Regions from separate parts of the Mus musculus genome. Here region 1 is linked to region 2. The links are chromatin contacts, called in public Hi-C maps. All regions are on one chromosome and are shown on one strand. The core of a region is the stretch at or near the end of the contact, and the rest is flanking DNA. Distances in the headings are between cores, read along the strand shown.

Region 1 (6,498 bases), core at 3,554-6,053, 600 kb after region 2:
TTTGACATAAGGCCCATTCCATTATATGGAACCTGTACCTCAATCTACTTGGGTGGCCAAGAAGCAGAGTCTAGACAGCTCAGAGACCTTGGGTAAAATCAAATACTACTGCTCTAAAAGAGAGTAATAGTAAAATGACTCCTAACGACATTCTGCTATACTCATAGGTCAGTGCCTTGCTCAGCCATCATCAGAGAGACTTTTTCCTACAGTAGATGAAAACAAATAGAGACCCACAGCCAGTAGTAGTACACTGTAGTGTACAGTGTAGTACACTGCCCAGTGGCGACACACTGTGATAGTGGCATGTGTCAGAGTAAAACTGTCACATCTCAGACAAAAGGAGGGACAGGGATGCAAATGGGGCAGGAGGAGAGTGGTAAAGAAGGGAGGGAGGGAGAGAGAGAGAGAGAGATTGAAACTCAGCTTTAAACAAAATGTCTCCATCAAACCCCTCTCCTCAGAGCTCAGGTAATCTTGCTGAAGAGGAGGCAGAAAGAAATGTAAGAGCTGGGCTGGAGAGATGGTTCAGTGGTTAAGAGCACTGACTGCTCTTCCAGATGTCCTGAGTTCAATTCCCAGCAACCACATGGTGGCTCACAACCATCTGTAATGGGATCTGATGCCTTCTTCTGGTGTGTCTGAAGACAGCTGCAGTGTCTATGTGCCCAGAGGGAATGGAAGACACCAGGAGAACAAAGTTCTCTAAAACAAATGAGCCAACTCCCTATGAACTCACAAACACTGAAGCAGCAATCACAGGGCCTACAGAGGTCTCTACCAGGCCCTCTGGTTATACATTATAGCTTTTGGTTTAGTGTTTTTATGAGACTCCTGAATGTATGAACAAGCATGTCTCTGGGGTTCTTTTATTTTTCTGTTGGCTTGACTTGTCCAGCTTCGATATGATAGGCTTTTTTTTTTCTCTTAGTATATTTTATTTTGACACTTTTGTTGTTATTTCCTAGAAGCCTGTTCTCTAATGAGAGCCCCCCTCCCCTCCCCGCCCCCCGTTAACTCTGCCATATCCACCCCATGTCCCGCCTCACCCAATTCTCACTCACTCATTTCCTAGCAGACAACTCCAGAGGTCATAGTGGGAGTTTAACAATATATAACAAGATGAACTTCTTTGTAACTTCTTAATATCTCATTGCTTTTCCTTGCCCATGGAAGTGGGATGGTTCTTTTACATCTGTGGAGCAGGTCCCCCGCCTCCTTCCTTTCCAAAATGCCACCATTCATCGCTAAAACCGAACGCACCCATTTCATCAAGCACCAGTCAGTTTAGCCAAGAAGCCGCTCGTGGGTTTGAGCACATGTGAGCACGTGTGCATGAGGGGACAGGGTGAACTGGCTATCATTGCTACCTTGGGATTAAAAATTTCAAGAAAGCAATTACTGTACTGCAAAAAAAAATAATAATGATTACATTTTGGCTTATACCTGGAAACACTACATATATATATATATATATATATATATATATATATATATATATATATATATATATGGAGTTTAGTTGCTCTGTGTAAAAGTTCCTGGCATGTTATTTGCTCTTTTATTTTTTTTTCATATTAGACAGTAAATATGTGAACATACATAATACTCTCATTAAGGGATCTTTTTAGTCAGGTTTATGTCACCAAGTAGAAGTGCCTTTGGCCAACCAAAGATGCACTTTGTTTTTTCAAGATTCTGACAGCCAACACTTCCAAAACAAGACCCAAATTCATTCTTGCACAGAGTACGCGACTTTTGAAAATAGATGACAGAGAAATCAGGTAACACTTTGAGGGGGAACAAGGTATCCGTATCTTATAATCGAGGTGTAGGGAAAGTGTGATATGCTGTTAGAAAATTAGTCATGTTCTTGTGAAACTCAGGATGGTTCTTCTTTCTGTCACCCCCTAGACATGTGCTGGTAACCTCAGGATGTGCAAAGAATATAACTCAGCAGTTGTACATTCCCTGGGGTAAAACATCGATACAACCCAAACATAGCAGTAATAGTAAGAAAGGGCACAGATGTCATCAAACTCAGCATTGTATCAACCAATGAAGAGCGGTGGACCTCTAAGGCTATATTGAAACTGGGAAACCCTTGGAGCTTCACGACATTTATATCGCAGTACAATAAGTCATGCGAATCTGTGACCGTGCTTATGTGAACTAAACCACCAATGTGGCAGTTATGTAAATGCACACCGACACCGTAAAAGCTGTATACATGCGCAACACTTGATGATGATGTCCATCATTTCGGAGAAGTCACGACAGGAACTCACACAGCTAGCCACATCAAAGCCACAGTCGAAGACAGACTGAATCTCATCTGCACGCGCTACCTGCTTTCTTGTGCTCAGATCGCTCTTTCCCCCACTGATCAGTTCAGGGCTAAGCCTATGAAATGGTCCCACCTGTGTTCAGGGTAGACCTTCCCACCTCTGTTAATAATCAAAAACGCATCCCCCACAGACATAGCCACAGGCCAAGCTGGTCTAGATAATTCCCCATTAAGACTCTCTTCCCAGGTGATCCTAGGTTCAAGCAGATAGTTAAAACTGACCAGCACAATTTATCTTAGTGGGGGGGGGGGACTTACTGTAAACACGATGTGTGACTCGCCATTGAATCCTTTGATCCTGTGTTTAGGTTTACAGTGTGTGTTGATAGCATCGTTCTCTGGTGCTTGATTTAACCTCATGCTCTGTTCATCGTGGACCCTAAATATAAAAATCTGCTGCTAATGTTACCAGCAAGAGGTCACATGGAGTAATTGACCTGGAAATGAAATTTAAAGTGATTAAGGGCTACGGAGGTGGAAAATCGATGATGGTTATTGCTCTCCAATCAAGCATGCCCCAGTTTGCAGCTATGGTCTTGAAAAATGTGTACAAGGCGATCGAAGCTGTTTAAGGATCTGATTTGTGGAAGGCAATGGAAACTGGAAGCTGAGGGTGGTAATCCTAGCACTTGGGAGATAGAGACAAGAGGATCAGAAGTAGAGAGTCATCCTTGGGGAGTTCAAGGCCAGCCTGTACTCTCTGAACCCCTATTTCCCAAACTGGAAAACTACTCAGATGAGGTGCTGTAAGATTTGGAGGAGCCCCCAATGGCCTGGATGGAAGACCAGACAGAGCTACATTGTATCTCAGCGGCAAGACAATCGGGACCCCTTTCTGCCTTGAAACTGGACCCACCCACAATGTCGAGGTTCCAGGTGGTTTGAGCTAGTCAAGGAATGTTATTTTGTTGCTCAGTGTCAGAATGAACAGTGGGCCTCCCAGGGCTGGTGGCTCTTGGATACTCTGGGGAAGCTGATTGGGGGTAGGGGGTGGAGCTACTTGCGGAACATGATCTTTCATATGGACGATACCTCTCTGTTCTGAAAATGGAGACCTGAGAGCAGCCCCATTCACAGGGAGGTAGAGTTGGTGGCCACTTCAAGGCTTTAAGGCAAGGTGAGAGACTTCTTTAAAAGTAGTGTTGTTACAGGGCTGTAAATCAGGGCTCTTTGTGACCTGGCATGGTGAAAACCCCAGGATCTTCTAGCATAGCCTCCCAGTGTGACAATACACACACTACTGGTGGCCTGCAGGGATAGAGAGAGAGAGAGGGCAAAGGCAATCCAACTCTGCTCCCAGGTGTCCCTACCGACTTGCTACGCCAGAACAAGAAGACCATTTGGAAAGCATAGTTTCTCGATGTCTTGCTTGTCTAGATGTGTGTACACAAGTTGGCTCAATGATGTCCTGATGCTGCATTTCAAACTCAGTAACATGTGACTCTACCCTGGACCTGCACCAGGCACTATACTCTAAGGACTTTGTGTCTAGCCACACCTGTGAGGCGGGGGTTGGGGGGGGGTGGGGGGCTAGGACTATCAGTCCCATTTCATATGTGAGCAAGCTGAGGTACAGAGGGCTTAACTCATGGCTAATCAATGCCAGAGCACAGGGAGTCCAGCTGCACATGCTCATGAATACAGCCTTTTGATCAGGGTGCCTTCCCTTTGAAGTTGGCCAGCAGGTCTAAACGCTACTTTAGAAACTGCCGGTGGCATGCTTGAGCTTGCTTTTAGGGGGGTTGGCAGCCAGAACTTCACTCATCCACACTGTGCTAGCTTGCTTCCCAGCATCTGCACACTCCCTGGATGTTTACAAGTGACACGGCCACTTGAATGAGTCACTGTCAACTCCCATCGGCATTCTGCCCGCCCCCTAAATGCCCACAGGACACCATGCTAGGCTCTCAGCCACGCAAGGCTCATATTTCTCTGAGCTAGAGCTGCCTTCATTTCTTCCCTTCCCACCCATCTACAGCATTAGTCCGATCTCCCAACTTACTGCTTCATAGTGGTGCTTTGGGCTCATGAAGTCTCTTAAGTATGATCTGATCACTGTCTCTACCTTAAGCTTGGCCCATTTGCTAGGGCTTATTATGCAAAGGCCAGCGCTGTGCCCAGCTCAGAAACTCCCCGAGGATCATAGGAGTAGCATGTGTGTGGAAATCTTTCTCCACACATCGCTGATCTGAGGCATAATCTGTAAGCACGCATATACATTGCACTCAGTGGTCACATGCTCCCCCTCCCACTTCGGGAACACTGGAGCTGGGAAAAAGCAATCAGAACCTGGGCTGGGGCTCTTGGCGGAGAAGCAGAAGATTTCAGGTGAGCAGTGGATGCAAAGAGCAGAGGCAGTGACCTTTGTGATTCGCAGCGCTTTCTGTTCTGCAGCTTGCACGGCAGGGACCCTGACATCAGAAGCTCTGATGGCCCGAGGCTGTGTTGGAGAGAAAAAGAAATAAAGACAGCCTGCCCTACTTCCAGCTTGTCTAGTAATCCATGTGCAGTCGGGAACCTGGGCCGGGCAAGAGTGTGTGGATGAGCGACCTCTAGTGGCTGCTATTGGGAAGCGCTTCCCCTGTTTTGAAGGCTGCAAGATAGGTTTGTGTCCATCCTCAGCTGCGTGGTAGGAGGATTTAGATGAATATATAAACATGCAAACTTAAGGAGCTTATCCTTCGGTCTGAGGAAGTCAGAAGAACACACAGCTTCTCTACTGAGAAGTAGGAACTTCTGAGGAGGCAAAGTAGGTAACTCAGGAAGCTGAATCCAGAGGGATGGGAACTGTAGAGGACAATTGGAAGGCCACCTTGGATAGGAGAATAGCCCAAAGCAGGCAGGAGGGGAAAAGAATCCCTGATGACATGAAAAAGAGATTTCACGTGAAAAAAATCAAGTCGTCTGAGGTATATTGGGTTGCCTGTAAAATAAGCCTGGGCTGGGAAAACAGTTCTTCACAGCCTCTGTGTGTGTGTGTGTGTGTGTGTGTCTACGTGTGTGTGTCTGTCTGTCTGTCTGTATCTGTGTGTGTGTCTGTATGTCTCTGTGTGCCTGTGTGTGTCTTTGTCTGTGTGTCTCTGTGTGAATGTGTGTGTCTCTGTGTGAATGTGTGTGTGAATGTGTTTTTGTGTGTATGTCTGTGTGCCTGTGTATCTCTGTGTGTCTGCCTGTTTGTCTGTCTCTGTGTGTATGTTTTTGTCCCTGTGTCTGTGTGTCTCTGTGTGCCTGTGTGTGTGAATGTGTTTATCTGTGTGTGTATCTGTGTGTGTATGTGTGTATGTCTGTGTCTTTGTCGGTGTGTGTGTCTGTTTCTCTGTGTTCCTGTGTGTCTTTGTCTGTGTGTCTCTGTGCCCGTGTGTGTGAATGTGTTTGTCTGTGTGTGTGTGTTTATGTGTGTGTCTGTGTGTGCTTGTTTTTGTATCTGTGTGCCTGTGTGTGCTTGTTTTTGTATCTGTGTGCCTGTGTGTGTCTGTGTGTTGTTAGTGTCTCTGTGTGTGCCTGTATGTTTCTGTGTGTTGTTTGTGTGTGTTTGTGTGTCTCTGTGTGTGTCTGTGTATGTGTCTGTGTGTGTCTGTGTATTGTTTGTGTCTCTGTGTGTCTCTGTGTGTGTGTCTGTGTGTGTATTCACAAACACATGTGCTTGGTGTATGCTTACGGAGATCAGAAGAAAAATTACCAGAGTTAGTTCTTTTAGTCCTACATCGAGTCCAGGGAATTAAACTCAGGTCATCAGGCTTGGTAGCAAGAGCTTTGATCCCCAGAGCCACCTCACTTGTCCCCTTGGGCTCTTTGTGATGTACCCTTCTTGGATCTCCACTGTGGAAAACTATCTCATCTCCCAGCCTGGGTAACTCCTTTGTCCCAAATGTATGTGTGGCACATTTAGTTCCAATGCCAATAACATCAGGGGTTGTGAGCTCAACCCCACCAGGGCTGAGTAGTTAACACAGGTGAGGGAAGCAGGCTGCCAGGAGGATGCTGGTATTCCAAGGACACAAATTTTCAGTTTCAGCTTTTAGAGACATTGGCCAGCCTAGAGTAATGAGCACAGATGGAAAGAGTAGAGGTTATGAAAAAAACAAAACAAAACAGGAAGATTAAAGCCTGTGGAGGCAGGGGAGGGAGTCCCTCAAATAATACAAGAATAA
Region 2 (6,078 bases), core at 1,706-4,205:
ACAGCAGTCAAACTGAGAAATAGCGGAATGAAAGAAAAGCCATCCATCCACACACAGCGAGCACAGCATCCTAGCCCGCCACGGGAGCGTGTGCACCTGCCCACACGGGGGGAAGGGAAGCAACAGTGAATATAAAGAAGCCACCAAGGAAGCCAGGGAAGCAGTCACCTCAGGAGGACCTGGGAAGTGACAGACAGCCCTAATAACACAGAGCTCAGCATCGAGGAGGAGGAGAGCGGCAGCAGCGGGCCAGAGCACTTTACAAATGGCACGCTTTACCAAGGTGCTGCTGAGTGCGTCCTGGGTGCTCTTCAGAAAAGCTGATGTCCAGGGGCAGAGATGAGCAGGCTGCTGTCCACCAGGAGGCACTGAGGACAGAAGCCAAAAGTGGCTAGCCAGTGGTGTGCTCTTGGATAGGAGCTTCCCTAGTGGTGATGACGGCTGCTGATTTCTAACTTTGTACACGGGTCCTCGTGCTGCTCTGAAGGGGTGGACTTCTGGTCCTCACTCATATCTGGCTCCTACTGCTGGCTGGATACCTATACTCATGCCAGCTAGAGTGTCCATTTAGACTACCTAGTAGAAGTGGGAGCAATGGCCTTCCTCAGCACTGGGACAGACAACAAGGAGAGAGGCAGGCTCAGGGTGGCTTTGCTGGCTTCACGGAGAAAGCCATCTTTCTGACTAGTGTTGAGAAGACTTTCTTCTGTAAGTTATTTTCAGAGCAGACAATGGTGTATTTTCTCTCCAGAAGCAAACCTCTCCCTTTTCAGGGTCAACGTTGCTTACAGAATAATGAACACTGTGCCAAGTGCCAGGGCCACCAGGTATGGAGGACACACTGAGACATTTTGGGTTTGGTGTATCTACAAATGCATTTCCCCAGCTCATAAACTTGCATCATACCATGATACTAATTCCTTTTTCTTTTCTTTTTCTTTCTTTACTCCGGATCCCATAGCTGAGCCATGCCCCAGGCTTATGGCTCAATACTAGGAACAGGAAGTGGGATATATTTGGGAACTAACCCAAAGAAAGAAATCTGATGTCCTGTGGGGCTCCCAGGCCGAACCTGCCTTTGTGGGATGCTCTACTTGTCTACCTAGAGAGGAAAGAGCTTGCTTTCCTTGGCAAACACAGTCTTAGGGACAGATGCTTATAGTCTGTGCCATAGCGCTGTTCTACAAGGGTGTAACAGTGCACTGTGCAGCAAAGCCAGAGATGGTGGATGACAAACATAGAAAAAGCATTATACTATAATATTACTTCCTCATCATAAATGCCAGACAGAGACAACATTGGAGGCATCTTTCCACAAGAGAAAGTTATGTGAGAGAAGTTAGGATTCAGCTCCTAACTTAATAGTGGCCAAGGGCGTGGGAACATGGCTCTGTGGGTAATGGTACTCTTGCCACACAAACAAGAGGACCTGAGTTTGAATCCCCAACACCCATGTGAAAATCCAGGGTGGCTATGTATGCTTGTAACACCAGCATATTAGAGCATACATTTCCAGGGTTTGCTGGCCAGCCAGCCTAGACTAAAGGAAAGCATTCTCATCTGAAGGTATTACGGTAGTAAGGCAGGGAGGGAGAGAGGTAGACAGCCACCATCCTTCCCTGCTTCCTCATGGGCTCTACAGGCTTTTGCACCTACACTCTTAGACATAAAATTCTCCCCCACCTCTCTCTCTCTCTCCTTCCCCTCCCCAACAGTCACCAACACAAATACCTACTTCTGTTCCTACAATATCCATGTCTGATTATCTGGATGCCTCTAGAATATTCCCTGAATATACTTTTAACTTTTGATCACTGAAGCAAATAAAAACAACCAGGTTTGTTCTGGAAGACAGAAAATCAAAGGTTTCAAACAAAACCAAGCAAACAAACAGATGAGGAAGGTGAAGGGCAGAAACCTTAAGTAGTACAACTTTTGTCTGGTGATGTACAAGGAACTAGATTCCAACACACACAAACATTATGTACAGCATAGACACATACATACACACTATGGACAGACAGACAGACACACGTACCACAGACACACTCATACATATAAACTCTATAGACAGAGCCATACATATACACACCATAGACACACCCACACACCCACACACATATATCTCATAGATAGACATACAGTACACCACAGACATATATACACACATATACTCCATAGACAGTCACACAGACACAGATATACACACACCACACACATACACCATAGACACACACATACACACATATACCCCCATACCTCCATAGACAGACACACATACATATACACAGACAGATACATAGATACCCACACAGACACCATACACATACACACATAGACACACATAGACAAACACACACATAAAATTTAAAACCCCAAACAACAATGGAAAACAAAACCAAACCAAACCCTACAAGATGAGAAGATTGTCTTTATACAGCATCCTTAGGTTAGCCTGTTTTAGAAAAGAGAGAACATCCACTGGGGAAGCATGGGAAAACCACTTGCCCCACACAAATGCACATCTGGGCTTCCAGCTCTCCTCACTGCCCCTCAGTGTTCTCTGGGAAGGACCTTGGAGGTTTTCTGAAGCCATCCCTCCTTGCAGATTTCTGTTCCTGTAGAACTTATGTCTAGGGTCACAAAGCTATTTCTGTCTGAGAGAAACCATCTTTCTTCCACAAGTTCCCTAACTGATTTTGGGATTTTGCTCCAGAAGTCCAACAATTCGCTTATTTCTATATTTCCCTGTGGGTGTTGCTGTGAGCTGTATCTAACCAGTTGCAGAGACCCAGACATCTGCTCAGGCTAGGGAGAAAGGTCTTCCCAGAGATACTGGAGAAGGAGGGCTGCCATTGCAAGATCAATTAAATCTGCTGTCATTCTTTCTCCCTTACTGGGCTTCCCCCTCTCTCCCTTTTTCTCCGTCTGGCTCTGTGATTTCAAGCCTGCTGCGTGTGCAAGCACGGCTTGTGGAGCATTTCAGCTGTGATGATGTCAGCCGATCTCTGATAGGCTTCTAAAATAAAGCCACAAATCACTGGTTGGGTCTGAGCCTTGTTCTTTTATTTCCATGGCCCCAAACCCAAGAAGTCTCATTAGCAGACCACAGGCCTCTCTGGTCTAGCTTTGCAAAGGCACTTTCCATGACAGGAGAGATATAGATGGTCTGTCTGTCCATCACACTGCTGGGACCCCTGCTGTCAGGCAATGGTGTGTGTGTGTGTGTGCACGCGCGTGTGCGCACATGTACACTTTGGGGATGGTCAGGGGGAGAGCGTGGTCTGACCTCACAGCAAAGCCAGTGTCTTCGCGGTTTGAATACTCATTTTTGAGGATTTCCAAGCAGGGATAAACACAGAAAGATTGTTGGGTTCAATTCCCAGCATTGAAATAAATCAATCAGAGCTTTGCCTGATTGCCTCTGGTCAGACTTGCATTCTAAGGGCTAAAACTGAGGAAGAACACATCTTAGTCCATTTCCATGGTTCACCTAGGGCGTGAGAGCCCATTGAGCTGATGTCATTTTACGTAAGATGTGAGCAATAGCCTTATATGCTCTAAATAAACATGCCACCATCTTCTCCTCAGACTCAGAACTTTTCAGAAAACTTTCTTGGTCTTACCAAATACTGAATGACTGGGGCATACATCCATAAAGAACATTCTAGGTTAAAAGGCTTCAGGGAAGCAGGGCCTGTGACCTCGACCAAGATCCCACATCTGATCTTGTGGGAGATTTGCCCATGGAGCGGGTTGGGAGGGGTGGGGATGGGGACAAGCCTGGCCGACTCAGCAATGTGGTCAGTAAAGCTGCTGTTGCATATGAGTAGGCTCTGGATAAATGCTGGAAGATGATTTAAGATTCTGGAAAGGTGAACAAGATGTAGCTCAATTAGCAGAGTCCTTGCCTAGCAGGCATAAGGTCCTGGGCTGGATGCCCAATACCAAATAAACTGGGCATGGTGGTTCTTGCCTATAATCCCGTATCTTTGGAGACAGAGGCAGGAGGATCAGATTAGTGGACATCAGTTAGATACTGTGAAGCTGAGAACATACCGGGTGTCTGTTTTCCTACTTTGTGACTTTTGGCATGTAGTTTAGGTCATGTGGTATTAAGCTACCCCTACCCACTCCTCATATGACCCTAAACCTAGAAGAACAAGAGCCCCAACCCCCGACACATCTTTAGGACCTGCCAAGTATACTATCTGTGGTGGCTCTCTCTTAAGGGAACTCTTCTTCAGCCCTGAAGAGTCTCTCTCTCTCTCTCTCTCTCTCTCTCTCTCCTTCCACACACACCCTTCGGTCCCCAGGTTACCATGGGAACCCTACCTGATGTAATCACCATGCCAGGAGATGATAGAACGGGAGTAGGGGCCCCCTACCTGTATGACCCTGGTGAGGGTTACCTGGGCTCGGTGTTCACCAACAGCAAACTGTATCACGGCCACCCCGGGGCTGTGGCTCTCCTCGATTCTCTCCACAGTACTGGAGTCGATCTTGAGGTCATTGCTAATCTCTGCACTCTGGATGAAATCCTCCGTCTTCAGGTCCTCCACCTTCTTCAGCTCCCCGTTGGCCAGCTGGATGATGGAGCCTTTCATGAAATATGGCGGCAGCGTGGGAGACGCCGTGGTGGGGGACGCCACGGACTGCACCACCGGCAGGTGGATCTGGGCCTGCACCATGGCTGGGTAGGCAGCCTGGGTGACCAGAGCCTCTGGGTTGAAGTTCTCGCTCTTGGGCAGGGCGGTGGTGACAAACGTGTGAGGTACTGCAGCAAACTGGGGTGATGACGTCACGATGGCCGAGGCTGCCCCAGGCGTGTCCATGTCAGGGCTGCCCACCGGGATGAGCAGGGGCTGGTTACCTGGGATCACCAGGTGCTGCGGCAGACCACCAGCATAGGTGATTGCTTGCTGCTGGCCGCTCAGGTAGCCGATGACAGGAGGTTGAGTGCCAGCGTAGAAGGCCGTGGCTGGTAGGCCCACCGGGAGAGGCTCTGATGCACTGTGTGTGGTCTGAATGACCGTGTGGGGGGACAGCGCATAAGACCTGTGGCCCGGCTTCCCTAGGTGCAGGCCGCTCTTGTCATTGAGGGTGGATGGGGAGGCCTCTCGATGCGTGGTCTGCTGGGCCTCCAGGTCGGCTGAGGGTGTGCTGCTATTAGGCAGAACCATCACAGATCCACGGACCCCGGAGGTATCACGACTGCTGTAGTCTGCTGGGCTTGGGTGGACCACCACATGCCTGGACTCATAGGGATGAGGCACTGACTTACTGCTTGCCTTGCCTAGGCTCAGCTCCACAGAAGATGATGCCCCATACCTCCGGCTTTTCTCCATCTCCCCATTCAGGACTTCCTTGGCTTGCATAGCCTGCTGCAACCTGCTGCTCTCGGCTTTTTTGGTGGACTCTCGAGGAACAAAGTGGCCTCCGGCATCACTATATTGCACAACCACCTGGGATGAAGGCCCCAGGGTGAGTGTGTGCGGGATCATCGTCTGATGGGGATGGAGGTGGACCGGGATGGGTGGGGGAGATGTCGCCCGCCCGGAGCTCTGTGGAGAGCTGGAAATATGGATGTACTGGTTCTGCTGGGTGGGTGGAGGAGGGGACCCCGGGTTGACTAATCCTGCAGCCCTGCTGAGGTGCTGCTGCGGAGGGGGCTCAACCTTATGTCCTGGTGCCTGGCTCAGACTGCCCATGTTGGCCAGCAGGGTGGAATAAGCCTCCAGCTGGGAGCGCTGTGATGGAGTGGTGGCCCCTGCAGCTGAGGCTACTGCACTGGTGACCGGGTTGCCTGATGGGGAGATCAGCTGGGAAGGGATAAAGCCCGCGTAAGGCCCACTGTATTGGGAGGACCCAATGAACTGGAAGGTATGCGAAAGGTGGGCGTACTGCACAGGAGACACCGGGGTCCCTGACTGAGGAGGAGGGTACACGGTGGGCAGCGTGTTGGCTGTGGGGACTGACCTGGGGGCACTGGGTGGGGAGTAATCCAGCCCTGCGGACAGTGCTTTATGTAAACCCATTCCTTGTAAACCATGCTCCCCGGAAGTCCCTGCTGACCCG

What was found. Hi-C and Micro-C count contacts between places; a contact is called where the count stands out from the background.
Region 1: a contact with region 2 is called in a Hi-C map of cerebral cortex, with 3 times the contacts expected there. The contact joins two enhancer-like sites. A contact is called at or near these places in 2 of 15 datasets of contacts at CTCF or cohesin (the NIH/3T3 cell line and pro-B cells), 21 of 484 Hi-C or Micro-C datasets (the C2C12 cell line, the G1E-ER4 cell line, bone marrow-derived macrophages and 14 more), 8 of 115 datasets of contacts at active chromatin or transcription factors (astrocytes, cardiomyocytes, craniofacial prominence and 5 more) and 1 of 9 other capture datasets (embryonic stem cells).

Annotation. Positions count from the first base shown.
Region 1 is chr13:46,157,313-46,163,810 of GRCm38.p6, forward strand. No RefSeq gene overlaps it. Among named protein-coding and RNA genes, the nearest start is that of Gm45949, 99 kb to the left of the region's middle. Within about 2 kb of position 4,804, at least 77 of the 459 cell types and tissues checked have an H3K27ac peak or open chromatin away from gene starts, as enhancers often do. A contact at or near this core is called in cerebral cortex, where this site is marked.
Region 2 is chr13:45,562,161-45,568,238 of GRCm38.p6, forward strand. Atxn1 (ataxin 1) reads right to left here. Exons shown (of 8, transcript NM_009124.6): 7 at 4,413-6,078. Among named protein-coding and RNA genes, the nearest start is that of Gm34582, 40 kb to the left of the region's middle. Within about 2 kb of position 2,956, at least 8 of the 459 cell types and tissues checked have an H3K27ac peak or open chromatin away from gene starts, as enhancers often do. A contact at or near this core is called in cerebral cortex, where this site is marked.